Linked DNA regions of Mus musculus: regions 1, 2, 3 and 4 are each linked to region 5. The links are chromatin contacts, called in public HiCAR-type, HiChIP or PLAC-seq and promoter capture Hi-C maps. All regions are on one chromosome and are shown on one strand. The core of a region is the stretch at or near the end of the contact, and the rest is flanking DNA. Distances in the headings are between cores, read along the strand shown.

Region 1 (5,362 bases), core at 972-3,471, 2.2 Mb before region 5:
GTATGTATGTATGTATATATGTATATATGTACTCTGAAAAGAAGTCAGCTGTTGATGGACCCCACAGCATTTGAATGCTCAAGACCATGTTTCTCCTTTCCTAGCTTCAGCTTGCTAGAGCATCAAACAGCCTGTCAACAACTGTCCCCCAGTATTCTAACCGCATCAGTACAGATGTAGTTGTACTTGGCAGCCATAGGGCGGCTCCTACATCTACTTGGAATTAACGTGGGTCTTTGTATTCCTCCTTATTCCCAAGTGTTCTGGAATTAGGGGAGACCCCCTCAAGATCGTCAGAGGTAGATCCTATGGATGGGGACAAGATGGCGAGCTTGGCACATGCATCTAAAAGAGACGATTTGGTCTTATCTTTCCTGTCCTCTTTAATGGCCCCAAGAGGCTCCGTCTGGGAAGAGGGATGGTCATACTCACTCTTCATTGACAAAGATGAGTTCCATGGACGTCTGTCTGTTGTTTACATCAAGACCTAAAGTGGTAAAGAAACACAGGAAGTTAAAACTAAGGCTGCAGTGGACCCCGTATGTGGAAGGCCAGGGGCTCAGGGCAGGGGCAGAGGTGTGATGGCCTCTCCCCTTCTCTCTGCTCTGAAGGCATAGTGGGGCTGTAGATGCAGGCAGACACCGGAGTTTTGTAATAATGCTTGAGAAATTGGGACAAAGAGAAGGGGTGGAGGATGCCTGTGAGCAACGTAGGAAGAATGAGAATGGGCTAAGGGTAGCTTGGGTTGTGACTGCTGGCATGGCCAAGAGGCTCCAATGAAGATGGGCACCAGGCTGGGGGGAGGAGCAAAGGGGAGATGGGCCCCCAGTGAACTGTACCCATGAGCTCAGCCTCCTCAGTGCCGGCTGCCAGCTGTTCCTCCTCAGCGTTGATGAGCTCCTGCAGCACCGCCTCCACGATGGGCATCACCATGGCGGTGGTGGAGGTGTTGGAGAGCCACATGGACAGCATGGTGGTACAGCACATGAAACACAGCAGGAGCCTGGAGGGCAGGGACGGTTGGGCAGAGCGTTATCCTGATGAATTATGACCCTAATGAGCCCCCAGGTGCCATTCACCTCTAAACTCCCAGAACTTGGTGCGGGGTAACCCTTTATTTCAGCATTGGTCCAGCAAATGATTCCCAAGCCGTGGCTAGTGACCATGGCCAGGAAAAAAGCTTTTAAAGAAAGAAGGGCTAGCTTTGATAGAAAGGATCCAGGGTAGGGACTCAGAGGCTGTTCCCTTCTCTCTGTGTGGACGTTAGGTGGAGCTCTGTGGTGTGTCTCTTATGCATAAGGGGATCTTTTTCCCCTCCCCTGCAGCCAGCAAGTCTAGGGCACCCCATGCTCTGAGCAAGTCAGCACAGTAATTTGGGAGCAAACAGTCCTGGCACTTCGTTCTCCCACGACTTGTCCCAGTGCCAACTAGCTGCAAGGATGGCCACAAAGCCACAGTAGTCTCCCCTGTCCGTGTGTGCGTGTGTGTGTGTGTGTCTCCAGCTGGTCTCTGAAAGCGTCAAGCTTGGAGGAGCACAGAACAAAAATAACCTTCAAATGATTTCCCTTTGACTTGGAAGCACAGTGCAAACCGTGCCTGTGCAGACCTGGGGCTTGCTGCCTAGGAGAGGTGGAGACAAAGATGACTTGTTTATACTTCAGATGACTTTGCACAAAGGAGACAGCACATGTGTGGATTGTGCCCAAGCAGGGCTGAGTCCTGGCAGTGTTTTGTTTGAGCTGAGAGCAACATAGCTCTCATGTTTGGCACACCCACTGATAGCGCGCCATGATATCGAGCCATGCCGGCATGAACTTGCTGGGTAGTGTGGTAAATAGGGAAGAAGGCAAACCCAGACAGGTGGACATTCTTGTTGATAGGATAAAGATTTCCAGAGCTATGCAGGGGCTGGAGATGTGGCTCGGGGCTTGAGTGCTTGCTTAGGGCAAGGATGAGCGATTGCTTCATTCATTCTCTCCACCCCTCCCCCAGTACCACAAGGGAAACAAAACAAAAAACAGAACAGAGTCAAAGGAGCCACAAGGTCCCACTATGTTGGAAGCAATGCTCCTTGTGTGCCTTGGAAGCACAGAGTGGGCAGCCGGTTGCTGGGCCTGGGTGGCTTTAGCCATAATTAGCAAGGCTCTGCTTTGCAACCTGGGAGTCAGGGGCGGGCTTCAGAGTTCCAAGAACTCATTTGAAAGACTAATGCTGAAAACAGTGCTACATTGTTTCTAGTCTGCTCTTCCAGCGGGTGCAGCAGCTTGCATAGACGTAGGAGCCGGAGCCGTTAGGAGTGGAGAAAGGGAAGAGGAACAAAGGAGATCCTGTGCAGTGGGAGCAAGGCTCACACAAAACTGTCCACCCTGATGCCCTCACGAATGCTGTGAGGGTGAGGATGCCCCCTTGCTGGGTCTCTTGATGGCCGAGTGGAAGGAGAAAGAGGGAGCATGTGAGGCATTGAAGCAACACTCCCCCCACCCCCCTCAGCAACTTGGGTGGATGGGAAGAGATGTTCATGGCTTCTTAAATGACAATGGAAAAGCCACCCAATTCTTTGACCTATGTGCACTCTAACCCACAGGCAAAAAAAAAAAAAGAGAAACTGTTTCTGTTTGGTCCATTTTATGCTTTCTCACAAGGCCCTCAGGTGTTGCAAACCTGTCCTTGTGGTCCAGGTTGTGAAGAGAATTCCTTAGATTCAGGTGATAGTAACATCAGGGCTACCATTCAGATCTGTATTCTGTGGCTATCAGGATCACTCCTAGTTATTGGGATCTCTCTCACAGGTGCGGGAGGTGGGAGTCCATCATCCTGGTGTCACCTCCCACTTAGCAGAGGAACCACTGCCCCAGGACCCCACATGCCATGTGACTCACATGCCAGGCTTGGCTCCCGCCATCAAGACCATGCGCAGGGCGATGCGCTTGTGTAAATTCCACTTCTCCACAGCTGCTGCCACACAGATGACGCCCACCAACAGCAGCGTGGTGTTCTTGAAGTACTCAGCCGCCACCTGTAGGGGGGTCAGGAAGGCCAGTCACCACCTGGGAAGAGGCCATGGGCAGGACAGTGTGTTCTCAGAGGCAGAGGCTGATGAAGTAGAAGCAGTGAGGGGAGGCTTATTCAAATAACTGGGTAGTTCCTTATCTTCTTCAGCTCTGACATCAAACCCAGGGTCTCTCCCACGTTGGGCAAGCATTCTACTACTAGCTAGAATAGTTGGTTGTTTAAAAATACCAACTCTGCTAGGCAGTGGTGGCGCACACGTTTAACCCCAGTACTTGGGATGGAGAGGCAGGTGGATCTTCGACTTGGAGGCCAGCCTGGTCTACAGAATGAGTTAAAGGACATCCAGTACTATGCAGAGAAACCCTGACTCAAAAGCTAAGAACTAGACTTACTGCCACACTCAGTGGGATAGAAATTTTGAAGGTACTTTTACAATTTTTACTCCCCCTCCCCATTTCACTCAAATGAGAAAGAACCAATACATTAATAAAGAAAGAATAAACTTATATTTTTTGTCCTTCACTTTGATTAACCCTCCCTTCTCGTCCACATGTCTCCCTGGTACATCCAGCCCCGTCCCTGTTGGATCCTTCCGTTCTCAGAATCCCTTTCCTCATCACCTATGTTCTGCTACATTCTCACTTGGAACATTCTGTCTTTGTGTCTGGCTGTGCATTTGGAACAGGCTTCAAAGCCAAGTTCAGGCCTGGTGCCCTCCAGAACACCTTCCTTTGCTTCTAAACTCTGATTGTTCCCTGGGGACACTATTAATTCCTTGCAATGTAGAGCACTCAGGGCTAGGCTGGGATTGTGGCTTTAGTTAATTCCATACACCATGGAGTGCTCAGGGCAAGGCTGAGATCAGGGGTATACTGTAGTTGGCTGAGTTTCTATATCCACCTCTTCAGTCTTTTAGTAAAACCTTTAAATTGCCAACAGTGGAATAACATGCAAAAGTAGATACTCAATAAATAATAGTCACATAGTTAGAGGATCCATGGCAAAAAAGTGAGGAGATGAACTTTTAACTTAAAATGTCTTTTAAGGTGACAAAACAAGAACAGTTTTAATGGCAGGAAAAATAATTGAGACATAAAGGACATTTAAGTATAGTGAAATATGTGGGAGTCAACAATGTTTATAAAACCACACTAAGAGTTATCTTTTGATTATTGAACATAAAAAAGTTGAGGGGCTAGGAAGATGGCATGCCGGATAAAAAAGTATGTGCCAGCCAGCCTGAGTATAGGAGTTTGAATCCCCTGGACCCATGTTAAAAGCTAGATTTGGTAGCATGCATCTGCAATCCCAGTACTCCTGTGGGGGAGAGGGGAGGCAGAGACAGAGTCATCTGGAAGTCCTTGGGCCAGCTACACTGTCACACTGTGGCAGAAACAAGAGGGACCTACCTTAAATAAGGTGGAAAGCAAGAACTAGTTCCTTAAAATTGTCCTCTGACCTCCACACCTACACTGTGGCACATCCATGTCTGCAGTCACAGTCACGCACATGCACACACACACACACATCCCCCAAATACAGCTAGTTGCTGATTAGAGAGTAAATCGAGGCACAGTGAGAGATGTAAGAGAACATAGCTCCCGTCTGTCATCATGGGAAGTGTAATCTAGTAATGACCAGAACTAATGCAACAGCATGTCAGGATATGGTGATTAATGCCAAGGCGTAGCTGAGTTGAAAGGCAGGGAGTCTGACACTGGATGGGAAGGACTTGGTAAAAGTGAAGAAGAAGAAGAAGAAGAAGAAGAAGAAGAAGAAGAAGAAGAAGAAGAGGAAGAAGAAGAAGAAGAAGAAGGAGGAGGAGGAGGAGGAGGAAGAGGAGGAGGAGGAGGAGGAGGAGAAGGAGAAGGAGAAGGAGAAGAAGAAGAAGAAGGAGAAGAAGGAGAAGAAGAAGGAAAGGAGTCTGCTGGCTTTCATGATAGGTTTTAAACTTTGTTCAAATAACCCAACATAGTCACAGCAATGGCACCTGCTCTTCTTTCTTTTTTGTCCCATGAAAATGCCATAGGCTTGAATTGCTATGATTCATGTCTGTAACCATTTTCTAGGAGGCAGAGACCTGTGCTTCTGGTTGATCTAGCTCTTGTTCCAAGCTTACCTCTCAGCTGATCATGGTCACTAATGCTCCCAGAAGCATAGAAGGTCTTCTACTATGGGTGGCTTGAGTCCTTTCTGGGAAAGACATTGTCCTTAGGATGAGTGAGCAGAGCTGGATGCTTGCAGGCTCTGCTGTGGGGATCTAATTCCTTTCTAGTTTTTTTCTTAGACCTCTGAGTTAGCTCGGGGAACCCGATTGTATTTTCCTCTGCCTGCCAAGAGGGAACCCCAT
Region 2 (5,324 bases), core at 723-3,222, 2.2 Mb before region 5:
AGTGCTGGGATTAAAGGCGTGAGACACCACTGATCAATTGATCAATAATTAAGAAAATGCCTTGGGGCTGGATCTTAGAGGAGACACATTTTCTCAATTGAGACTCCTTTCTATCTGATAACTCTAGTTTGCACCAGACTGACATGAAACTAGCCAGTGCATTGTGTTATTATTATTTTTTAGGGGTAAAAGTGATTAAATAAAAAATTCAGAATGCCTCACCCCACTTTCTCTGCAGCTATTAAAGTACACTGGGTTATTTTTTCTCAATTTAAATACATTTTAGTATGCCAAACCTATTGACCTTTCCCTTGGTGGTGTGTGATCTTTATGTTTTATTCTATTTTTTTCCCCTCTAATCAGCTCTTTTGTCAGTTTAGCAGATGAGTTGGGAGGAGGGAGAGAAGTAATGAGGTGGATGGATGGAGAAACACAGAAATGGAGGGAAATTCTGAGAGAGGGCTTGACTAGGGATGGTGGAGGAGAAAGTTGGTTGGAGAAGAAAGGGAGACATAGCTAGAGGCAAGGACATCTGGGAGCTCAAAGAACTTGACTTTGATTGAGCTGGGAGAGAGAGAGAGAGAGAGAGAGAGAGAGAGAGAGAGAGAGAGAGAGAGAGAGAGAGAGAGAGATATTTTCCTCTTTTGAGGAGGGGAGAGGCAGCAGAATGAGATACAGGGGCCCAAAGGGCAAAGGAACAAAAGGTTCGGGTCTTGGTTAGGGTTTTACTTTTGTGAGGAGACACCATGACCAAGACAACTCTTAGAAATGACAACATTTAATTGGGGCTGGCTTACAGGTTCAGAGTTTCAGTCCATTGTCACCAAAGTGGAAGCATGGCAGTATCCAGGCAGGCATGGTGCTGGCAGAGCTGAGAGTTCTACATCTTCATCTGAAGGAAGCCAGAGAGCATCCTCAAGCTGCTAGGAGGAAGATTTCCAAGTCCATCCCCACAGTGACACATTTCCTCCAACAAGGCCACACCTTCTAATAGTGCCACTCCCTGGGACGAGCATATGTAAACCATCACAGTTCAGGTAACCAAAATGGCTGGATTATATAGGGAAAAGCCTCATCGGGAAAAGCAGCCCAGCCCCTGAACTGGTGAGTTTAGGGTAGAGGGCTGCATGTGCCAGCCACACCCTGTAACAGGCCGGGACTGAGGGATGCTGGCGAGGACCAGGAGGCCAGGTCCACTTTGATATGTTAAGTAGTCCTCTGCCATTGTCCCAGGGTTAACAGCCCCACTAGGCGCAGCTGATTTGTTTTTCTGTTATTTGAAGCCAGAGTACCCCTTAACTAGATAAAGGTCAATTCCAAAGACTGAGAGCAACATGAGAAGGGTGGTTTCGATGTGCTTGTGTATGTGGGTGACCAGCAGCGCGACCGGACAAGAGTGGATTCATCTTTGGCTCCTGCATGGTAGATGATTCGCGCTCCACTTGAGGAGGAAGTAAACTTCAGATAGGTTGCTGGTGGCTGCCAGCAATCGCTACTTGGATCCAGTCGTGCCAGACTCCGCAGACCTCTCTCCATCATCTATCACGTGGCTGAGGACTACCCTTAACTAGGCTGCATAGCACACTTGTGGGCTTTTGTGAAATGGAACCTTTTCCCCCTTTTCGTCTGAGAGTCGGCTGTGGTGGAGATTAGTGTGGACTTCATAAAGGCTCCCAGGAGAGTGAGTTGTTCACTTGGCATGGCACCCGCTACCTCACCCCCACCCTGGTTTAGTAGGTAACACAGCCACGTCTGACTGTATTAATACAATTGCCAGCGTCCTTGTCACCCGGAGGCTTTGGTTCAAAGAGGCCTAGGTTTGCACCTCGCCCTCTTGCTTCCCGAGATGGCCGTCAGAGGGCGCTGCGGCTCCGCGAGTCGCTTCCGGGAATGGAGAGGGCGGGGCAGGGCGGGGCGGGGCGTAAACCGGAACCTGGCAGCGGGTTCCGCCCTCGCGCCGGGGAGGAGTCCCGGAGCCGAGCTGGAGCTGGAGCACCTCTCACACCCTCCTCGCCCTCCCCACCGACATCATGCTCCAGTTCCTGGTGAGTGGGGCCTCGGAGGATCGGGCCTCGCGGTCGCCTCGTTCCCCCGGGGTCCCGGGTCGGCGGTGCACGGCTCTGCAGTTGGGGCTCGTCGCCCTCGGGTTTGCTCGCGCAGTTTTCCTCTGGCCTCCTCCTAAGTCCTTGGGTCTTTGCCTGGGTTTGTTTATATGTAGTCCTTCAAGTTCCGAAAACTTTGGGGTGTCAGTGATATGACTGCGTTTTCAAAAAACCACTTACTGTGAGCTCTTGGCGAAATCTTCGCGGTAAGTTGGGTCGGAGGAGTCATCAAGATGACTTGGCTCCTGTCCTCTCCACGCGACTTCCCGTAGACCCCCATCTATTATATACGGCTTATTTGAGGCCTCAGAGTGCCTTTCACACGCCGTGCATTAGTCAGCCACATCACGAGGTCGCAGCGAGAGATCCACAGTGCCCTCCCTCTTCAGACCTTTACAGATTGCCCGCTTTGAGGAGTGAGTCAGACTGCCCTGCGAGTAACTCTTGTAAAAACCTGCCCCTCCCCACACCCTTTCAAGTCTCCTTTTTGAGTTAACACGTTTTTCTGGCAAAAATCAAGTATTTCTAAAATTGCCTGTTGAGGATTCTAGGAAACTTGCCAGTCAAATTTTCAGATGAAAGTTTTCAAACACTTTCAGATGAAAGCGTTTCATCTTCGAATTCTAATAAAGCAGATATCTTCTTTCTTTCCCACGGTCAGTGGCTACCTGGTGCTCCGAGAATGAGTATTGTTTACATAAAACTGCCCTACAAAGACTCAGTTGCCTCTGGGGTTTCTCTAGTGTCCTAACTAGGCCTTAGTTTAGGAGGTAGGAGTAATTAGCAGTAATTTACTTGTTAGGAATCACTTTTAAAAGCAGCATCAGCCAGCTAGTGTAAGGTGATAGGATTGGCCCTTCCACTGCATTTGCTGTTCATTGATAAGCAGGGAGAACATTAAATCGATTACACTTAACCTTTTAAGTGCTTTGCTGAATGAGGCTACCTGGTGCGGGACTAGCGCTCTGTACTTAAACATGGGTTTTGATTGGAAAATTCAAAATTTTCAACATTTATGGAGAGATGCTGAAGCCGACCATTAGATGCTTAGCTAGGATGTAACTGATGTTCCTTCTCTTGCCCTGGGTCTGTCTCCTCTTCATTGCTTTTGTTGGGAAAAGTGGAATCAGATGTACAGAGATGGAATCAACTTTCCTCTTGTGGAACTTGGTCAAACACTGCTAGTTTCTGCAAATCTTGCTTTTTACATTAGCCGTTTCAACTGTTTTCTAAATGGTTAAGAGTTTAGACCCTATCTTTAATCTCAAGGTGTGTGTGTATGTGTGTGTGTTGGGGACGTGGGGTTGGGTGGGTGTTGGCCAGGTTATTTAAATTTTCTATGCTTCAGTTTGCACCTCATGAGGTTTCAAAAGGAGCCAAGATGTTGAACACGTAAACACTAAATCGTGGTTGAGATATACTGCCCTGTCTCTTCTGTAAGGTATCAGAAATGGGAACTGGCCTCCCACTGATAGGAGAGGCTTGGGTGTGGTGGAAAGATTCCAGGCTCTTCCCTTTGATGGTGCAAGGCAGCTGAATACTTTGTAACCTCTGAGATGTTGCCTAAGTTGAAAACTTGCATTTGATTGTGTGGCTTGTCTACCCATTACCCCTATTTCCACACCGCACTCCACAGCTTGCTCCTAGCTTGGCTGAAGTTCTTTGAAGGAACACCTAGATGGGAATTGGACTGTGAGCACTGCTGTGAGTGTCAGGGCACCTGAACACTGCTACAGTTTCTGTTCCTCTTCCCCCTGGGGCCCAGTAGCATCACCTCCTCATAACTCACCCTCATTCAGCTGCTGGGGCCTGTGCACCGTGCTGTGTGGGTTCTGTCCTGGGATAGCTCAGAATTGCGGAGTGAGGGGACCATATCTGGGTGTAGCAGCTGGGAGGCTCTCTCCCTGTCTCTAATCTTGTCTCCCGCTGCTTGCTTCTGCTCTTAGTTCCTGTGAAGTGCTTAAGTCCGGAGCTGGCTGTGCTTCCTAAACTCACCCTTAGGGAACGGGCTCCTCCCCAAGCCAGCACCTTTCACATCAGCTTCCAGGACAACCTTGAATCCCCTTCTCTGTGCTTCCAGATCCCAAGTATCAACTGTCAGTGGCTTTCCTTTGCCTTTCTCTCAGCCTCTACTCATCTGGATTGAGTTTGCCTTCCTGCTTTCCCAGTCCTTTCCCCACACTTAACGCTCACATTTGAAATGTTGACATAGTCATTGATTTCTTTCTCGTATTCATGCATTCACCGGTTTATCTAGTCTTTTCTTAGAATCATGTAATACCGTAGGTGCATCTTCTTTGTTACATTGCATCCGTTTATCTGTTGATGACTGTGCGTGCCTCTCCTGTGAGGGCCTGCACGTGCAAGAAGTCTGAGGACAGCCTCCAGCAGCCGGTTCTCCTTCCCTCATGTGGGTCTAGGGGGTTGAGCTCAGGTTGCCAGGCTCGGGTGCAGGGTGTTACCCTGCTGAGCCATTTTTCCACGCCAGACCTGCTGTGTAGTCACGAGTAAGATCTTTACTTGCTCCGTGCCTCAGTTTCCCCCAGCATAAGCCTGGGCAGTAATAGTGGTTATTCCACGTGTGCATGCTTGTGAGGATCAGGCTGTGAACTAGCAGGGTTCTCCAGTCTGGCTGGCATACTGCCACTTCTCTCCACTACTAAAGGATTTGGTTGGGGATATAAAGGGACTTAGTCAATACGCAGTGAGTGACTTCGTTTGCACTCAGCTCTGCATATTGCTGGGCCCATCCGCATATTTAACTAACCATGGATTAGATAAATATGAATGAATATGAAAAATATAAATATTAGCAGATAGTTGCTCATCAATGGTATGTGTACAGTTTTTCCTTGCCGTTCCTGAGCAGTGCAGTGGGATAGACTGCCGCAGGCCTTCCATACAGTAGGTCTTATGAGTGATCAAGAGGGTTAGAGTGTATGGGAGGACATGGGGGGCTCCCGTGCAGTTGTAGGACCTGCTTGAATAGCTACAGATGTTGGTGTGGGGGGTGTCCTGGGATGGAGCCCCTCATTAATTTTAGGTCTTCCTTCTTCACCTCATTACTACCGTTGATTATAAGATAGTGGTTACAAGGTAGCTCCAGCTTCTTTTAGAGCAGGCAAACCCGTACACCTTTCCCAGAGAGATTTCATGTACTTCTGTTGAATATTGGCACATTAAGGAGGTTTTTTTTTCTCCTTCTTTTCTTCTCTAAGCAGT
Region 3 (4,979 bases), core at 701-3,200, 2.0 Mb before region 5:
CACTTTATAAAGGAAAGCTGAATGTAGTCTTGGGGTTCTCCCTTCCTCTGGCATGCTCTGTTCTCTGCCCCCCCATCAACCTGGAAAGGGAGCAGGAGGCAGAGACCAGGCAGAAATGGAGTTTCAAAATGTACTGTACATCTGTAGCTGAGGAGACAGACTGCCCTCTCGGGTGGCTCTGGAAGTCACAGGACTCATGTATGCATGCTGCCACTCAGGGATCTGCCTCAGGGCAAGATCTGGGCTTGGAGCTGGCTTTGCATCTGGTCTGCAGGTCTAGACAACAGAGAGCAAGCAAGGTCACTCTGGCCTCCTTGTCTCCCAGGACAGCAGTCCTCAACTGAGTTGCACCAGACTCACAGGTTATGGCGTCCTCCCTACATCACTTTCTGATTCAGTGGGGCCGGGTTGGAACCTGGGGGTCTGAGTTTGAATGAGGCCTCAGGAGCTGCTGCCAGCCAGGGTCCTCTGAGAACTTCTGTTCTGGAAGCAGGCCCAGCTCAACGCTGACAAAAGGCCAGGCTTCCTGGAGTCCTTCAGGCTGCCCCCTTTCCTGGTCTCTTTACTGAGCAGGCTGCTGAACAAACGTGAGGACACATGGATAATCTCCTTCTGATGTCTTATCATCAAGCCTCAGTGTTGTGGGAAGCAATTTTATTCCTTTATATTCAATGAAGGAGGGTCCCTGTGTCCTTGAAGCCGTTGCCCTTCCTAGCTTAGGTTTGCCTTGTACTGCAGCCAAGGCAAGTGTCCTAGCCCTGCCTCTCATGTTCCTGGCAGGGTAAATGGTCACCATGTCCTCAAAGATCAAGCCATGCCCCAACTGTCTAATATCACTGGGTCCTCTGTTTTCATGGCCACTTAACAATGTGATAGTGAAAGTCAGTGCAGAGCAAAGCTCCGTGTGTGTGTGTGTGTGTGTGTGTGTGTGTGTGTGTGTGTGGTTTTCTATTTCCTCAGCTTGGAGAACTCTAATGTAGTTCTAATGTAGTGATTTCTATGAATAGACTCTGGTGGAAAGGAACTACAGAGGGGTAGCGGTTATTGCTTAGGGCTGCTGCCTTCATTTGTCTAGATGTTATTTATAAAAGGGCACAAGGAAAGTCTTTGAAAGGGAAAGCCATGTTGAGTTTTGAGCCCTGGGCTGGACCTGTGGCTAGAACTCTGCTCTGACCAGTAGTCACATTCATTATTTGCCAACACGCAGACTTTAGATGGTGACCTATCCGTCCCCGGGCTAAGTTGATGCACCTGAGGCTCCAGCTCTTCTTGTCTTCATCTCTGAACTAGATGGGCAGATATGGGCAGGGAGGGGCATCTTTCAATTTCACACAGGGCTACCAACACCTTGGGCAAGGCTTTAAGTTTGAAGACCTGGTGTCCTCCAAAAAAACGTGATCTTAGAGAGGCATCCGAAACTTCGATACCATTGAGACAAATGAATGCCATCCCCTGCCCACCCAGAGAACCTGCCATGGCTGCTAAGGCCTCATTGGTTCCATAGTTACAGATTGGGGTAGGGGTGGGGGTGGGGGACCAGAGTTCATGATGGCTACCTCTAGATAGCAACAATGAACACTCTCCTCATTTTTTACAAACTGCTGAGGAGCTAAGTGGCCGCTGGGATCACAGAGACTGGGAGTCGGGGGACAGTGAGGGCATAGGAGGATTCTAGGTTCTGTTGTGCCAATGTTGTCCCTCTCCTGGGTGTTCCTTTTCCTTTGGCACTTCATCTGGGTTTCACCTTAGTGAATTTCACTTTGAAATGGGCTTAAAAAAAACCCCAGTCCTCTACAACTCAGAACCGGACCTTCAGCTTTGTTTGTTTACGTGTCCCACGGACCTCGGGGCTCCACTTTGGATCCACAGGACGGAGTGAAGCTGGCAGGTGCTACCTCCCACCACACAGCAGAGAACAGACAGGCACTAGGCTAGAATTCCAGGCTTCCTGCTGCAGCCTGGAAGGTGACCGGCATTCCCCACATTCTGTACTGGCATCGCATTGCACATTCGAGCAGGGGACTTGTTTCTCAAGAAAACGTTCCACAGGCATTTTCCCTGCAGGGAAGGCAAACACCAGGATCTGTGCCTGGAACTTTCTGCGTGGGGGGAATGTGAAGGGGCAACAGCCTTGGCAGCCTTGAAGAGCTGGCTCCCTCCCCTGGCTCCCACTGGGGTTCTGCCTGGCTCTGTTGATGCCAGGTTAACAAACACCTTCTTCTATCTCTTTCTGAAGGTTTACACGGACTTCTCAGGATTTCCTGGGGTGCGTGAGTGTGTTTGGAGAGGAGAGGCATTATTTCTTAAAGCCTCCAATACATTTTTAAAATATTTATTTTATAAATAGAATTACATATATTTATATATTCTTAACTGTGAATCCCTCCTTTCAAATGACGTAAGCTTGGGTCAAGCTACCATGAAAATATCCAGCACAGCATCTCAAGGTGAAGCGCTGAGGACCTCATTGGAGGAAAAAGGGCCTTTTAACTCTCTCTTCCCTTTGGATGCTGTACTGGTTAATTTTTGTCAACGCGACATCATTCAGGGTCATTTGGAAGAGGGAACTTTCTTTGGGAAAGTGCCTCCATCAGATTAGTCTGTGGTACATTTTCTTTCTGTTTTTGGACTGCTACTGAATGTGAGAAAGCTCTGTCCATTTCGAGTCTTCCTATCCTCGAGCAGGCGGCCCTGGGTTATATAAGAAAGCAGGCTGAGAAAACCGGGAGGAATAAGCCAGGATTCCTGCATGGTTGCTGCTTCAGTTCCTGCCATGGCATCCCTTCATGGCGGACTACAAACTGTAAGGTGATGGATGGAAACTCTTTCCTCCTCAGTTTACTATTGGCCATGGTGTTCATCCCACCAGTAGTAGCAGACAAGAACAGGTGCATCACTGCTCTTCTGGGGTCCCTGCCTCATGCAAGATGCTTGGAACCAAGAAAACTCTAGCGTCTGCCCTTGTGTTTTCTCTCAGTTGGCCAGACCTGGGTGCCCCAAAGAATAGGTTGTGGGTTTAATCCTGAGGAAAACTGGTTAACTGATCAAAGGGAGAACTATCTAGAGCAGACATTTTGCAAATTATGTTCATGGTTCTAGAAAAGAAGGCTTAGAGCAGCCTAACAAATAATATGCTGTCATATTTATATTATATGTAAAACAATAATATATAATACTATAATAATTATATATCTAATATATAACATATAATATGTAACATATTATGTAATATGAAATCTGTAATGTATAATGTGTAGTATGTAATATGTAATATATATGACAGTATATTATTTGTTGGGCTGCTTTAAACCTTCTCTTCTAGAACCATGTACATAACTTGTAAAAATGTCTGCTGTGGATATATAATATTATATATCATTGTATACTATATATATTATATTTTATTTATATGTGGATTCTTTATCCAAGACAAACAAAACATAGTATTTGTTGAATTATTGGTCGTGTTGGCGTTTACCCATTTGCTGTTTACATGTTATAGCTATTATACTTGGCCTGTGCACCTGGCAGTCTTTCTCCCATGCTGTAGCCTGTCTCTTCAGTCTGTTTTCTTTGCAGTGCAGCAGCCTTTTAGTTTCATGTGACCCATATGTCTTGCTCTTATTTCCTGAATGATGGGAGTCCTCTCTAGGAAATCTCTGCCTATTTTTCTTCAGTGTTTTGAAAGCTTCCTGCCTTCCATTAAGACCTTTGATCCATTTTGAATTGATTGTTGTACCAGGTGAACAATGAGGACGCAGCTCCATTCTGCACATGGCTAGCCAGTTTCCCCAGCACCATTTGTTAAGGGCGACATCTTCTCTCCAGCACGTGCTTTGGCACCTTGTTGGAAATCAGCTGCTGTAGCTGCAGAAGCCCCTTTTGCTCCCATTGGTCCACTTGTGTTTGTGCCGGTACTATGCTGTTTTGATGCTTACTCTAGTGTAACTGAAATTGAGCGTCAGGATACCTCCGTGTTGTTCATTTTGCTTCGGCTATTTTGGGCTTTCCACATTTCCATATGAAATGTAGGACCTTTTTTTTTCTTTCTATTTTCGTAAAGAATGCTATTGGAATTTTGCTGGCATCGTGCTCAAGCTTTAGATAGCGTACAGTAGTATTATGATGGCACGGTCTTGCCTCGGTTGTTCGTATGTGTTTATCCCTTCAGCCTTATGGGTTTGGGAATCATTCAGACTCAACTCCACTGTGGCCTTTCTTGTATTATTCTTTGGTGAACTAGAACAGCACTGATGCTTCTGTTGTCCTTTGGGCTGCCAACCTCCCCCCACCCCAGGAATTATGTGCTCCCTTTAAGCATGAGAGACAGTCATTGACATTGATTTTAAATTGGTTAAGACATAGGCTAGAACTTCTTTTTCTTACAGGGAGGACTGTATCAGGAAAATGAAGAAAACTGATTTACCTTGTGGTTGGATTGGTGAGCTTCACCTCCCCACGTCTCTAGGGAGAGCTCTTGGGGGTGCTTAAAGAGACAGGGTCATCTCCTTTTGCTATGTTTAAGCCAAGAAAATACCAAGAAAGGGGTTCAGACGTTGAGTATCAGTCTTTGTGAGCTTGGCTAGTTCATATAATCTGTGCTTGATTTCACTAATCTCAATCTCTATCTGAGCAAGTACTATGTATATAGTTCTTACATTTTCCCCAATAGTCTCAATATATATGTATGCACCATGGTCTTATCTTTCCATGAAAAACTTTTAACTTATCCTTATGTTAGCCCTTTCCCTGGGGTGACAGTCAATATACTTAACTTTTGTGGTCTATCACAGAGGTCTTAGTTGCTCCAATAGGCTGCCATGTAAAGGTGACCTTGGAGGAAGTGGAGGCTCTTAGTGAGGTAGCTACTACCTCAGGAGATCAGATGGGCAAATGACCCTGAACATTTCCAGGGTCAGGAGCTACTTTGATCAGGGAGACTTGTAGGGAAGGCTTGTAAGGCTCATGGTGAAATAGGC
Region 4 (4,802 bases), core at 110-2,609, 2.1 Mb after region 5:
ATTTTGCCCACCCCTTCCTTCCCTTCCCTCCTTCCCTCCTTCCTTACCTCCCCCTTCCTTCCTTCCTTCCTTCCTTCCTTCCTTCCTTCCTTCCTTCCTTCCTTCTTTCCTTCCTTCCTTCTTTCCTACTGGAATTGAAAGTGAGGGCACCGTGCCTGACACCTGACCACATTTCAAAGCAGTGTAAGGCATCATGTCTGCCTTGGGAAACCCAAAGGGTGTACCCCATCTTTTAGAGTTAGGAACTGGACTGTTATTGACCATACAGGAAGAGCCATTGGCCACTCCACTATTCCTGACTGTTAGTGGCCCTGATCTTACCTTTGGAGAAATTACTATATCTTCTGAGCCTTCTGGATGGCCAGGGGGTGTGTGTCTTGAGGTTGAATGACATGTCCAGTGATAGGAACCCTGGCCTTGTCCTTGTTTCTCTTTTTCTATAATCCTTTTCACCTGGGATGTCTTTAAATCTACCCTTGGTCAGACTTTTGTGCAAATTTCTTTCCACACAGGGACAAAAGCTGTTGATAGGTAGTAGGGACTGTGGTGCCCCAGGGCAGGCAGCTTTTTAAGTTCCAGAGCGCTGAGAAGAAATTGCAAGCCCTTTCCCTGGCTATGTAGGCTCAGTTCCCATGCTCTATCACCTACACACACACACACACACACACACACACACACACACCCCTCAGAACATCAAAAGTCTTTCCTACTTTGGAACTTTTATTTGGCTCCTCTCCCAACACCCTTTTTTTCTTCTCCAAAGTAGCCCAGCCTATGATTCAACCAGCTCCTCACTGCTTCTGTGGCCCTTGCTACATTTTTATTTCTATGACATTTATTTTGTATGTGGGGGACACGACTTAAAAGGAATTGGTGACATCCTTCCTTCATGTAGGTTCCACGGATCGAACTCATTTATTTCGTTGGGCTTGACATAAAATAATATCGTTACCTATCTAGTTTAGTATATATTCTTGTGACTCAACAAATATTAAATTAAATTCAAGAAAGACCTGATTTGGCTCAATAAGTCTTAGTTAAGTGTATAAGCCATTCCCTAAGGTCTAAACACCGCCGCTAAGTCAGCGTAGCCTGAGACTCAAGAACTCAGCAGCTGAAAAATCTGTCCTTCCTTTGGACCCACTTGTAATATTCAGTGTAGTTTAATATTTCTAGGATTTAAGCTACGAGGCTGTGAAGAGGAAAGGCAGACGCGGAAAAGAGGGCTACAGAGCTCGCGTCTGCGTTTTTTCTCTAAATCATCACAGGAACTCGATGTGCCCAGGCGCTTTTGCCCTAGTTCGCGCCGTGGCCCCTTTAAGGAGCATGTCGTGGGCAGAGAGGGCGGAACCAGGTACCGGAAGCTGGGAGCAGCGCTGGCCCGGACGCTTAGTGCTCTCTCTCTCTGCCTGGTTGTCACTGCCCGCTCTGTGCAGGTCCCGAGCCATCGGCTCGGCATCTCCGCCGCCCCCCGGGAGCCTGGCCCGTGAGCCCGCCGGAGCGCGCCTCTCAGGTCTTCCCGCGGCCCTCTGAGGCTTCGTCGTTCTCTCTAGGCCGCGGGTCCGCATCTCCGTCCCTGGCGCTCGGCGACTCCCTGCACTCTGAGCTCTGGCGCTGGACAGCTTGTCACCCGTGGTCCCCGGCTCAGGTCCCCGTTATCCCTCCCCTCCTGGGCTGCGCTAGGGGGCGCGGTCCGACTCATCCCCGCTTCGGCACGGAGCGTCTCCACAATGGCTTCCCTTTAGGTAGAGAACAAGCAGTCTAGGCCAAGGGGTCTAGAGAGGATGGTGACCCCCTGGCGTTTGTCTGTCAGGGTCTGCTTGTCACACTTAAGATGCTTTGAGTTCAGAAAGGAACTTGGGCATTCCAGACCCCTGGGATGCTCTCGCAATGCCAGACTATGTTGGTTTCTGCTAGGTACTTTGCCCAAATTAATCTCAGCCCATGGCAGTGTTGGAGAGGGGGCGCCTGGCAGCTTGTGCCAGAGAAAGACTCACTGGAGTGACCTGGCGGAAAATGGACTAGTGGAGAAGGTGGCCCAAGAAGGGCCTCTGGCCCGCGTCTTACTGTGTCTCCGCCTAGGGCTCCGCGCTGGTGTGCTCTTGGCGAAATTCTTCCCCCTCCTCTTCTTGTACCCTCTCACCTACTTGGCCCCTGGCCTCTCCACCCTCTGGCTCCATCTGCTTTTCAAAGCTACAGAGACCTCAGGCCCAACATATATCAAATTGGGCCAATGGGCCAGCACCCGGCGCGACCTCTTTTCAGAGGCTTTCTGTACCCAGTTCTCCAAGCTGCATGTCCAGGTGACCCCCCACCCTTGGGCAAGGACGGAATACTTACTCCAGCAGGCATTTGGGGAGGATTGGGGCAGCCTCCTCTTTTTCGAGACCCGGGAACCTGTAGGTTCAGGTTGTGTGGCCCAAGTGTACAAAGCGTTCGCTAGTATTTCCTTGTTGGAGGAAGACAGGATCTGGAGACTTGGGGAGCTCTCTGCCCCAGGAACCAGGGCCGTGGTGATGCAGAGAGAGCCCTTTATGAAAGACCGGAAGCCTTCAGAAAACCTTGCCGACGAAGCATTTCTAGAAAAACTGCTTCTTCCTAAAGCTGACCTTGGTGGGTCAGAAGTGGGTGTGTCTCAGGCTCCCTGGCATCTGCCTAAGTCAGATCACCTCATCCCAGTGGCAGTGAAAGTAAGTGCTCTCAGACCTTGCCTAGCACTTTAATCAAGTACCTACCCACTGAGCTGTCTGCCCCAGATCCGAAAGAGACCCTCGTGAGGGGCACATTGCTTTCTGTTCTAAGACTGAGTATTCCTTCTCCAAAAATGCTTGGGAATGGGAGCGTTTTGGATTTCATACGGTTCTGGATTGTAGAGCATTTGTATATCTTGGATGAGATAGCCTGGGATAGGACCCAAGTCTAAACACGAAACGTGAAATTCATTTATGTCTCACACACACACTCCACAACTTAGACATGTAGACTATAGGTCATTTCATGAAGTACTTTTAGTGCACCTGTGTAATGACCTTGCATCACCTGAGGTCAGGTTTGGAATTTTTCACTTGTCAGTCCTTTACCGGGTCAGATATTGAAGCATTTTGAGTTTGGATTAGGGCTGCTATTGCTATTGTAGCTCAACCAATACCTGTTAAATTCAAGCTATTTCTTTTATTTATTTATTTATTTATTTATTTATTTATTGTAGTGAGGATTGAACCTAAGGGGCAGTCAAACTTAGTTCACACATGCTAGGCAAACCCTCAGCCACTGAGGTTTATTGTGAGGCCTCATTTTGCCTTTAATTGTAGACAAGACCCTGCTATTTTAATTGTCCTCCCAAGTAGCAGGGATTGCCACAACCTCCTGGCTCAAGTTTGTTTGTTTTTTCTTTTTCTTTCCTTTCCCCCTCCTCCTCCTTTTTTTTTTTTTTTTTTTTTTTTTTTGAGGTAGATTTATACTATGTAGCCCCTTGGCTGTTCCAGAGCTTACTCTGTAGACCAGGCTGGCCTCAAAGCTACAGAGATCTGCCTGCCTCTGCCTCCTGAGTGCTGGGATTCAAGGTGTATTCCTCCACAATAGGCTCTGACTTCATTTCTTGACTTCAGAGAACAGTGGTGTGAATAGTGTGAAGGAGGGAGGGGAAAAAAAAAAAAAAAAAAACCTTGGGTTTTGCTACTTCTGGGGAGGAGGGACCACCACAACCCAAGAGCATCATGGGTATTGGGCTACTTCCCTTCGTTTTGACAAGAAGCACTCTGGCTGTTTTGAAGGTGGGAGCATGTGCTGGCTAGGTAAAATGTTTCCCTCTGACCCACTGTCTTGTCTCCTGGTTCTTTCTGGCAGGTATTACACCCAGGCTTGCTCTCTCAGGTGTCCATGGATTTACTGCTGATGAAGATTGGCAGCAAAGCCCTGGGGCTTTTACCTGGAGTCAAATGGCTTAGCTTGCCTGAGATCGTGGAGGAATTCGAGAAGCTCATGGTCCAACAGGTGACTCCTTCTCTCAGCTGTAAATAGCACCTAATATAGTTCTTGCCATAGTTAGCTGTTGGTTATGAACCAGGTGACTGATGAGTGAGTAGGTCATTTCCCAGGATGTCATTAGTCAGGGTGGGTAATGCTAGCGGATGCAACAAGAAATAGTCCAAGTCCACCAGCGTCATGCAGCTAGGCTATTTCTTGCTTATATTCAGGTAACCTGAGGGAAGAGGGGAGCTCTGCTTTGAAGTGGTATTAGGACCCATTTTCGTTGCAAGATTGGCACTGCCATTGCAACTGGGAAAACAGAGCCTGTGCAGCCTGTCACCACAAAGGCCAATGAACAGATACGAAAATTGAACCGTAACGTTTTTGTTGTACATTTTATTTTTGTGTGGGTATGTGGTGATGGGTAGGCATGGCCATGCCGTGGCATGTGTATATAAGTCAGAGGACACCTTTGAGGAGTCAGTGCTCCCCTTCCACAGTGTGGGCCCTTGAGGCTGGGGCTCCCATTGGCTCCAAGTGTTTTTACCCAGTGAGCCATTTTACTGGCCTAGAATTGAATCTTTAAACTGTGCTTTATTTAGAGAGCCTGTGGTTTGAAAAGATAATATATTTAACATTCTTTTAAAAAATATATAAAGACCTGCCTTATCTTTTTTTTTTTTTTCAGTTAGCAGGCTCAGTGGGGTGGGGTGGAGTGGGGAGACAGTCATTTACCTGGAGCTCAGGCTTGCCCCTCTGGTCAGCCTGTTGGCTGTAGTTTTGAGGCTTGTGCCTCTATGGCCTTGCACACTCTTTCCTCATTCTCTGGATAT
Region 5 (5,260 bases), core at 1,543-4,042:
AGGCTCTTCTTCCAGCTAACGCTCCCTTTCATCACACCCTCATACAGGGGGTAGCCTCATCCATCCTAGCCTTGTACCACCCCAGCCTCTGTCCTTGAGGTCTTTACCCTGGGGTGGACACCAAGGGTGACACCAGTCTGCTTTTACTTCTTTCTTCCTCTGCATTTAAAATGTTGACCGTTCTATACTGTGTCTCTCTTTTACAGTTGCCATTTCTTGTTTATTTTTTTCCTACACACATGCAAAAAAAAAAAAAAAAAAAAAAAAGTAAACTACCCACAGTAAGTGCATTGGTCTATTTTTTTTTTTTCATTATGGATCCCAAGTGCTTGGAAGAGTGCTTGGCACATGGAAATTACTCGATAAATATGAAGTGAAAGGGTATCTTTGAATGAAAACATAATAAAAACCGGTCCTCATGGGGATTCAGCCTTGTGCCATCATGGACAAACTGCATGAGCAGTTCTACAGCAACAGAGACATCTTGAGTTCAGGCGCTAGCTGGGGAAAGGACCAAGCTTTTCCAAACTTGCCCCAGTTCAGAGGCAGATGATCCAGCCGTCTATGCTTCTTTCACTTATGATCCATATACACACACACGATGACTGGCAGCCACCACGAGAGGCATGCTGTGTATGTGAGCTGTTCACAAGAGAGATACTTGTCTGGAGACCATATAATAGTTGTTGAAAGCAGAGGATTGCCAAAAAACCAAAACAAAAAACAAAACAAACAAAACTAACCCCATCTCACTACCTTACACAGAAAACCTAAGTTGTGAATATCAAAAGGAATGCAAAGTCTCCAGCTTAGAGGCTGTAAAGATGGTGGCTGGAGACAGGCCAAGCTTTTGTCCTACAGTTCCTGCTGGTCGCAGGTAGGGACTCATCTCAAAGCCCTGCCTGGGATCTCTCGAGATCCAGCAATGTGGCTGTCTGCACATTTTATCCCACCCACTGAAAGAAGGCCTGATGCTGTGGCCTTGTGGCTGCTGCGTAAGACATTTTACTGAGAGCTGCTGCCGGAAAAACAAGGGGAGCGCTGTCTCTCCGTTCGTGGCAAGCTGCAGCTCACATCAGTGCAAACATCTGGAGCCCCCAAAGTTAAAAAAAACAAAACAAAACACAAACCCCAGCTATGGTGTGAAAGGCTCAGGGTCTTTCCAAAGCATAGGAAGCAACCTAGGCTCCCAACCCGAAGATTTCATCGGGATAGACAGAGGGCGAAGGCCAGATGACCAGGATCACACTCAACATCTGGCTTTTGCCCCAGAGTGAAGCACCACTCCCTCTAAACCCTACACATGGCTTCTTTTTTTAACCAGACCTTCTCAGCTACCACAAATGCTTTGGTGGGAAGCAGCAGGAGGCCCCATCCCTTTTCCCAAAATACAGTCAGCCAGTGGCAAAGGCCAAAGAGGTGGAGCCTGCAGGCCGTTTTGCAAAAGTTTCAAATATCCTGGTACTGACCCCATTAACAGCACTAAGACAGAAATGCAGCCAAGCCTGTCCTTACCTCAGTCCCTCAGCAGTCCCTCAGTGCCCCCCACCCCCACCCCTCCCTCTCAACTTCTAAGAGTTCTGAACAAAGCCACATTACCAGCACTGGCTATCACAAACAAGATTTTCTCTTGCAAAAAGCTGAAAGTGACATCTTTAAATGATTCACGCTTCTGACAGTTGAGTCTCCAAAGAGGTCTCTGCGGGGAAGGAACTGGTGAGCTGTCCTACCTCTCCCCCAGAGCCTCTCTGAAACATGCAGTTGCCTCAGATTTTCCCCTGAAAAAGGGAGGAAGCAGTTCGAGGCTGTGCAGATGAAGCAGCCAAGTGAGGCGGCCGCCTTCCCGTGCGGTGAAGGAAGGCTTTTAACACGAACATTTTAAAGCTATAAACAAGAAAGTAAAGAAACTGGATGGGATGGGGACAAAAAACATATGGGATGACTATACTACATTAGCTTGTCCAAATTTTGGATGTGTGTGTATTGTGTGTGTTTTTTTACAAACCTTACCATTTTAAAAAAAAAATCAATATAACTGGGCGGAGGTATTATTCTCAAAACACGTCGCTTCCCAGCATTGCTGTACCGTTAGCAATAGGAAATGGAGCTACCGACAGGAAAACACTATAAACTGCTTTGGAATACAAAGGGTCACTTATTCGGAAGAAAGTTTAAAGGCTCCAGCTGTGCACCTTAATGTGTTCATAGAAGAAAACTCCCATCCCCAGACCTCTTAATATAGTCATGCCCTTCCCCAAACGCTGCCTCCCAGGACCCAGCTGGTGACAAAACCCGCTTTTCTCCTCACCCCCGACTCCCTTTGCCCGGACCACGGGTCCTCACCGTGTGGTACATGAGGGCCTCAGTCTCTCCGGGCTCTGACAGCTCGCTCAGCTTGCGGTCCCACTGCAGGACGCTCTGCTCCCCGCTCTCCAGCACCTCCATGGCGGTGGGCGCCGCGCAGGGCCGAGGATGCTGAGGCAGGAGGGGACCGCGCAGAGCCGCCGCGGGCCGGTGAGACGCTTCTCCCCGTGTACTTGGCGTGTGCGCGCGTGGAACTTATGCACTGGAGCAGGAACTCGGGAGAGCCCTGCCGAAGGCTACGCGACCCTTGTCCTCGGAAATCTGTGACTCCCCGGGGAGGACAAGCCTGCTGGGATCGGGCGGAAGGTGCAGGGGTTAAATCGGGCTGTGCATCCAAAAGGAAGGCAAAAAGGCAGCGCTCATCCCAAGAAAGTCCTCGCGCAACAAGCCCACTCCCCACTAGGGCTCCAGACAAACTTTGAGACTCCCTTGGGCTCTTGAGCTCTGCCCCTGGATCCAGAGGCGACCCCACCTCCTTCCAGGCCAGTGACCAATCGAACGCCCGTCTTGCCATCTATACCGTATCAAAAGTCCCTTTCTCATCCATGTCCCTCCCCCAGAGGGAGAGTCGCGCGAAGTCTCCGCCTAGTCCTCGGAATGTGGGCGGAGAGGGTCTTTTACGTCACTGGGGAACGCCTCCTGCCGGAGCGTCGCAATGGACCAATAGGGTGCTAGGGTCTAGAAATGATCGACTGAAACATAGATCAATGAGCTAGGGAGACCTGGAGGAGCCAACCAATCAAATAGCGACAAGAATACATTTTTATAAGAGAGGGCGTGCGCGCCCAGTGTCCTCCCTAAGAGTCTCCGCTTAAAGGAGGTTTGTTTCGCGAGTTTATTTCCTCAGAGAAACCAAGCGGATTGAAGCGCTGTCTACATTTCAAATTAGTTTAGGTCGCGTGAGTCTGTCTGGATTTAAAAGAATGCACCACATATATGAAAATGCGCACGTGAGCAGAAATCTGAATTATCACAGTTCTAGCACACATTCATTGCTAGCTTTTTATGTAGTTTTATGGCCTTTATTAAACAGACATTAGCCAATCTTGCCACACGTTTCCAAGTCCTAAATCAGAGGGCTAATTTTTTTTTTTAAATTCATAGGATTTTGTTGTTTTGTTTTTGAGACAAGGTTACCTGTAGCCCAGGCTGTCCTCAACTGCACTGTGCAGCTAAGGCTGAGCTTGAACTCCTGATCCCTCTGCCTCACCTCCGGAGAGCTGGGAGGGACTGCACGGTTATGCCACTAGTGCCTGCTTCACAGATCTTTTATTCCCAATGGAGTACCAGGCAAAAAAATGAGAGGATGGCCAGGTGGGTACTATTCCAGATACTGGTCAAAGAGGTAACGGATACTCTCCTGAGTGTCGTGGATGAAGTGGGGCTTAGGGGAAAATAAGTGTTTTAATGGCTGCAAGATGCACCCCAAAGTGAGTGTTGGGAAAGAGATCTAAGCCTTTGACCCCCTTAGAGAAGAAAAGGCCTGCTCTATAGCATTTTCCCCCAATGTGATTTTTCTTCTTCCCTTTTGAGGTTTCCTTTTATGGAAACAGCCTTAGTTGGCTATAGTTTAACCATTTTACATACAGGGCTGTGGTTCCAGGTGGTTCTTACAAGGGGACAGTCAGGTATCAGGTCTACAGAGAGTTTTGTCTTCTTCAGAGCGTGGTTTTGCTGTGTGAAGACAGAAGTCTCAGAACTTTACACTGTCTTTAAGCAACTTTTATTTTTCATGTAAAATGAGTCTGCTTGTCTAGCCTAGGATCTTTTGAGACTATTTTAATATTTAAATACAGACCTTTCTTTTTATTCTTTCTATCTATCTATCTATCTATCTATCTATCTATCTACCTATCTTTCCATCCATCTATGTTTGAGACAGGGTTTCTCAGTATAGCCCTGGATATTCTGGAACTCACTCTGTAGACCTGGCTGGTCTCAAACTCAGAGACCCTCCTGCCTCTGCCTTCCGAGTGCTGGGATTAAAGGTGAGCACCACCACTGCACAGCCACACATTTTTTTGTTTTTGTTTTTCGAGACAGGGTTTCTCTGTATAGCCCTGGCTGTCCTGGAACTCACTTTGTAGACCAGGGTGGCCTCGAACTCAGTAATCTGCTTGCCTCTGCCTCCCAAGTGCTGGGATTAAAGGCGTGCACCACCACTGCCACACATTTTTTATACAGTAGTTTTCTCGACTTTCCCGTAAGCCTTTGGTCTTTCTTTTCTGACCTGTTAGTCTCCTTCACCGCATCTCTTTTGTAAACCAGTCTTTCAGTGTTTAAAGCCCTGTTTCCTTTTTACAGGGAACTTATCATGAGCTAGTAAGGTTGGAAATGTCCATTCTCCTTAGCATAAGGGCACAAGCATTTCTCTGCCCAACATAACTGCATCGGACAAAGGTTGGTTCTAGTAATGCCCCAGTGGTAGGCAAGCATCCACAATGACCTCCAGGTGTCAGCACCTTTGGGCATACCCCTCCTCTTCAGTGTGGGCAAAAATGTGGATTACCAGCCAAGGAATTGAGGTCCCTCAAGCCTACAGCCCATGATTAACTGAGTTTGTTAATAGCCATGGAAGAAGGTTCTCCCCCATGTGGCTCTTCAGATGGCTACAACTTGTGAGGGAACCCAGGTCACAGATGGCAGGTGAGCTACACAGATTTCCAGACCCACAGGTTCTATGTTAAAAGGCTTTAAGCCACCACATCTTACCTTGTTAAGTAAGGAGAAGGATCATCCACACCCTGAGGTTTGAGTAACTTTAGGTGATCCTGAAGAGGCTAGTGTGGTCCATGGATTTCTTCAGTCTCCTCTGTCTCATGCATGATTTTCCCAATGACTGAGCACAAGAGTCCTTGCTAGTACATTCTCCTGTTTCCCATCTTGGATACTAAAG

The links. HiCAR-type assays count read pairs that join an accessible place to other places. HiChIP or PLAC-seq counts read pairs in DNA pulled down with a chosen protein or histone mark. Capture Hi-C pulls out chosen DNA fragments and counts their contacts.
Region 1: a contact with region 5 is called in an H3K27ac HiChIP or PLAC-seq map of embryonic stem cells, with 12 times the contacts expected there. The contact joins the enhancer-like site here to the promoter of Creb3l2 in region 5. A contact is called at or near these places in 5 of 39 promoter capture datasets (the 3T3-L1 cell line, hippocampal neurons, liver and 2 more) and 4 of 115 datasets of contacts at active chromatin or transcription factors (astrocytes, embryonic forebrain, embryonic stem cells and 1 more).
Region 2: a contact with region 5 is called in an H3K27ac HiChIP or PLAC-seq map of extraembryonic endoderm stem cells, with 9 times the contacts expected there. The contact joins the promoter of 1810058I24Rik here to the promoter of Creb3l2 in region 5. A contact is called at or near these places in 1 of 39 promoter capture datasets (liver), 6 of 484 Hi-C or Micro-C datasets (CD4 T cells, the N1E-115 cell line, cardiomyocytes and 3 more), 9 of 115 datasets of contacts at active chromatin or transcription factors (astrocytes, cardiomyocytes, embryonic forebrain and 5 more) and 1 of 9 other capture datasets (adipose tissue).
Region 3: a contact with region 5 is called in a HiCAR-type map of astrocytes, with 4 times the contacts expected there. The contact joins the enhancer-like site here to the promoter of Creb3l2 in region 5. A contact is called at or near these places in 5 of 39 promoter capture datasets (the 3T3-L1 cell line, cranial neural crest, embryonic stem cells and 2 more) and 2 of 115 datasets of contacts at active chromatin or transcription factors (astrocytes and embryonic forebrain).
Region 4: a contact with region 5 is called in a promoter capture Hi-C map of liver, with 2.4 times the contacts expected there. The contact joins the promoter of Adck2 here to the promoter of Creb3l2 in region 5. A contact is called at or near these places in 1 of 39 promoter capture datasets (pre-B cells) and 1 of 9 other capture datasets (liver).

What each region holds. Positions count from the first base shown.
Region 1 is chr6:35,286,915-35,292,276 of GRCm38.p6, forward strand. Slc13a4 (solute carrier family 13 (sodium/sulfate symporters), member 4) reads right to left here. Exons shown (of 16, transcript NM_172892.3): 3 at 2,880-3,016; 4 at 840-1,003; 5 at 433-487. Among named protein-coding and RNA genes, the nearest start is that of Slc13a4, 19 kb to the right of the region's middle. Within about 2 kb of position 2,222, at least 98 of the 459 cell types and tissues checked have an H3K27ac peak or open chromatin away from gene starts, as enhancers often do. A contact at or near this core is called in astrocytes, embryonic stem cells, liver and 1 more, where this site is marked.
Region 2 is chr6:35,250,738-35,256,061 of GRCm38.p6, forward strand. 1810058I24Rik (RIKEN cDNA 1810058I24 gene) reads left to right here and starts at 1,973. Exons shown (of 3, transcript NM_001384235.1): 1 at 1,973-2,045. The coding sequence starts at 2,031.
Region 3 is chr6:35,403,226-35,408,204 of GRCm38.p6, forward strand. No RefSeq gene overlaps it. Among named protein-coding and RNA genes, the nearest start is that of Gm38789, 7.1 kb to the right of the region's middle. Within about 2 kb of position 1,951, at least 8 of the 459 cell types and tissues checked have an H3K27ac peak or open chromatin away from gene starts, as enhancers often do. A contact at or near this core is called in astrocytes, where this site is marked.
Region 4 is chr6:39,572,517-39,577,318 of GRCm38.p6, forward strand. It overlaps Adck2 (aarF domain containing kinase 2), which reads left to right and starts at 1,360. Exons shown (of 8, transcript NM_178873.3): 1 at 1,360-2,690; 2 at 3,847-3,993. The coding sequence starts at 1,785.
Region 5 is chr6:37,439,356-37,444,615 of GRCm38.p6, forward strand. It overlaps Creb3l2 (cAMP responsive element binding protein 3-like 2), which reads right to left and starts at 2,793. Exons shown (of 12, transcript NM_178661.4): 1 at 2,344-2,793. The coding sequence starts at 2,445. It overlaps Gm33318 (predicted gene, 33318), which reads left to right and starts at 3,155. Exons shown (of 3, transcript NR_166917.1): 1 at 3,155-3,678.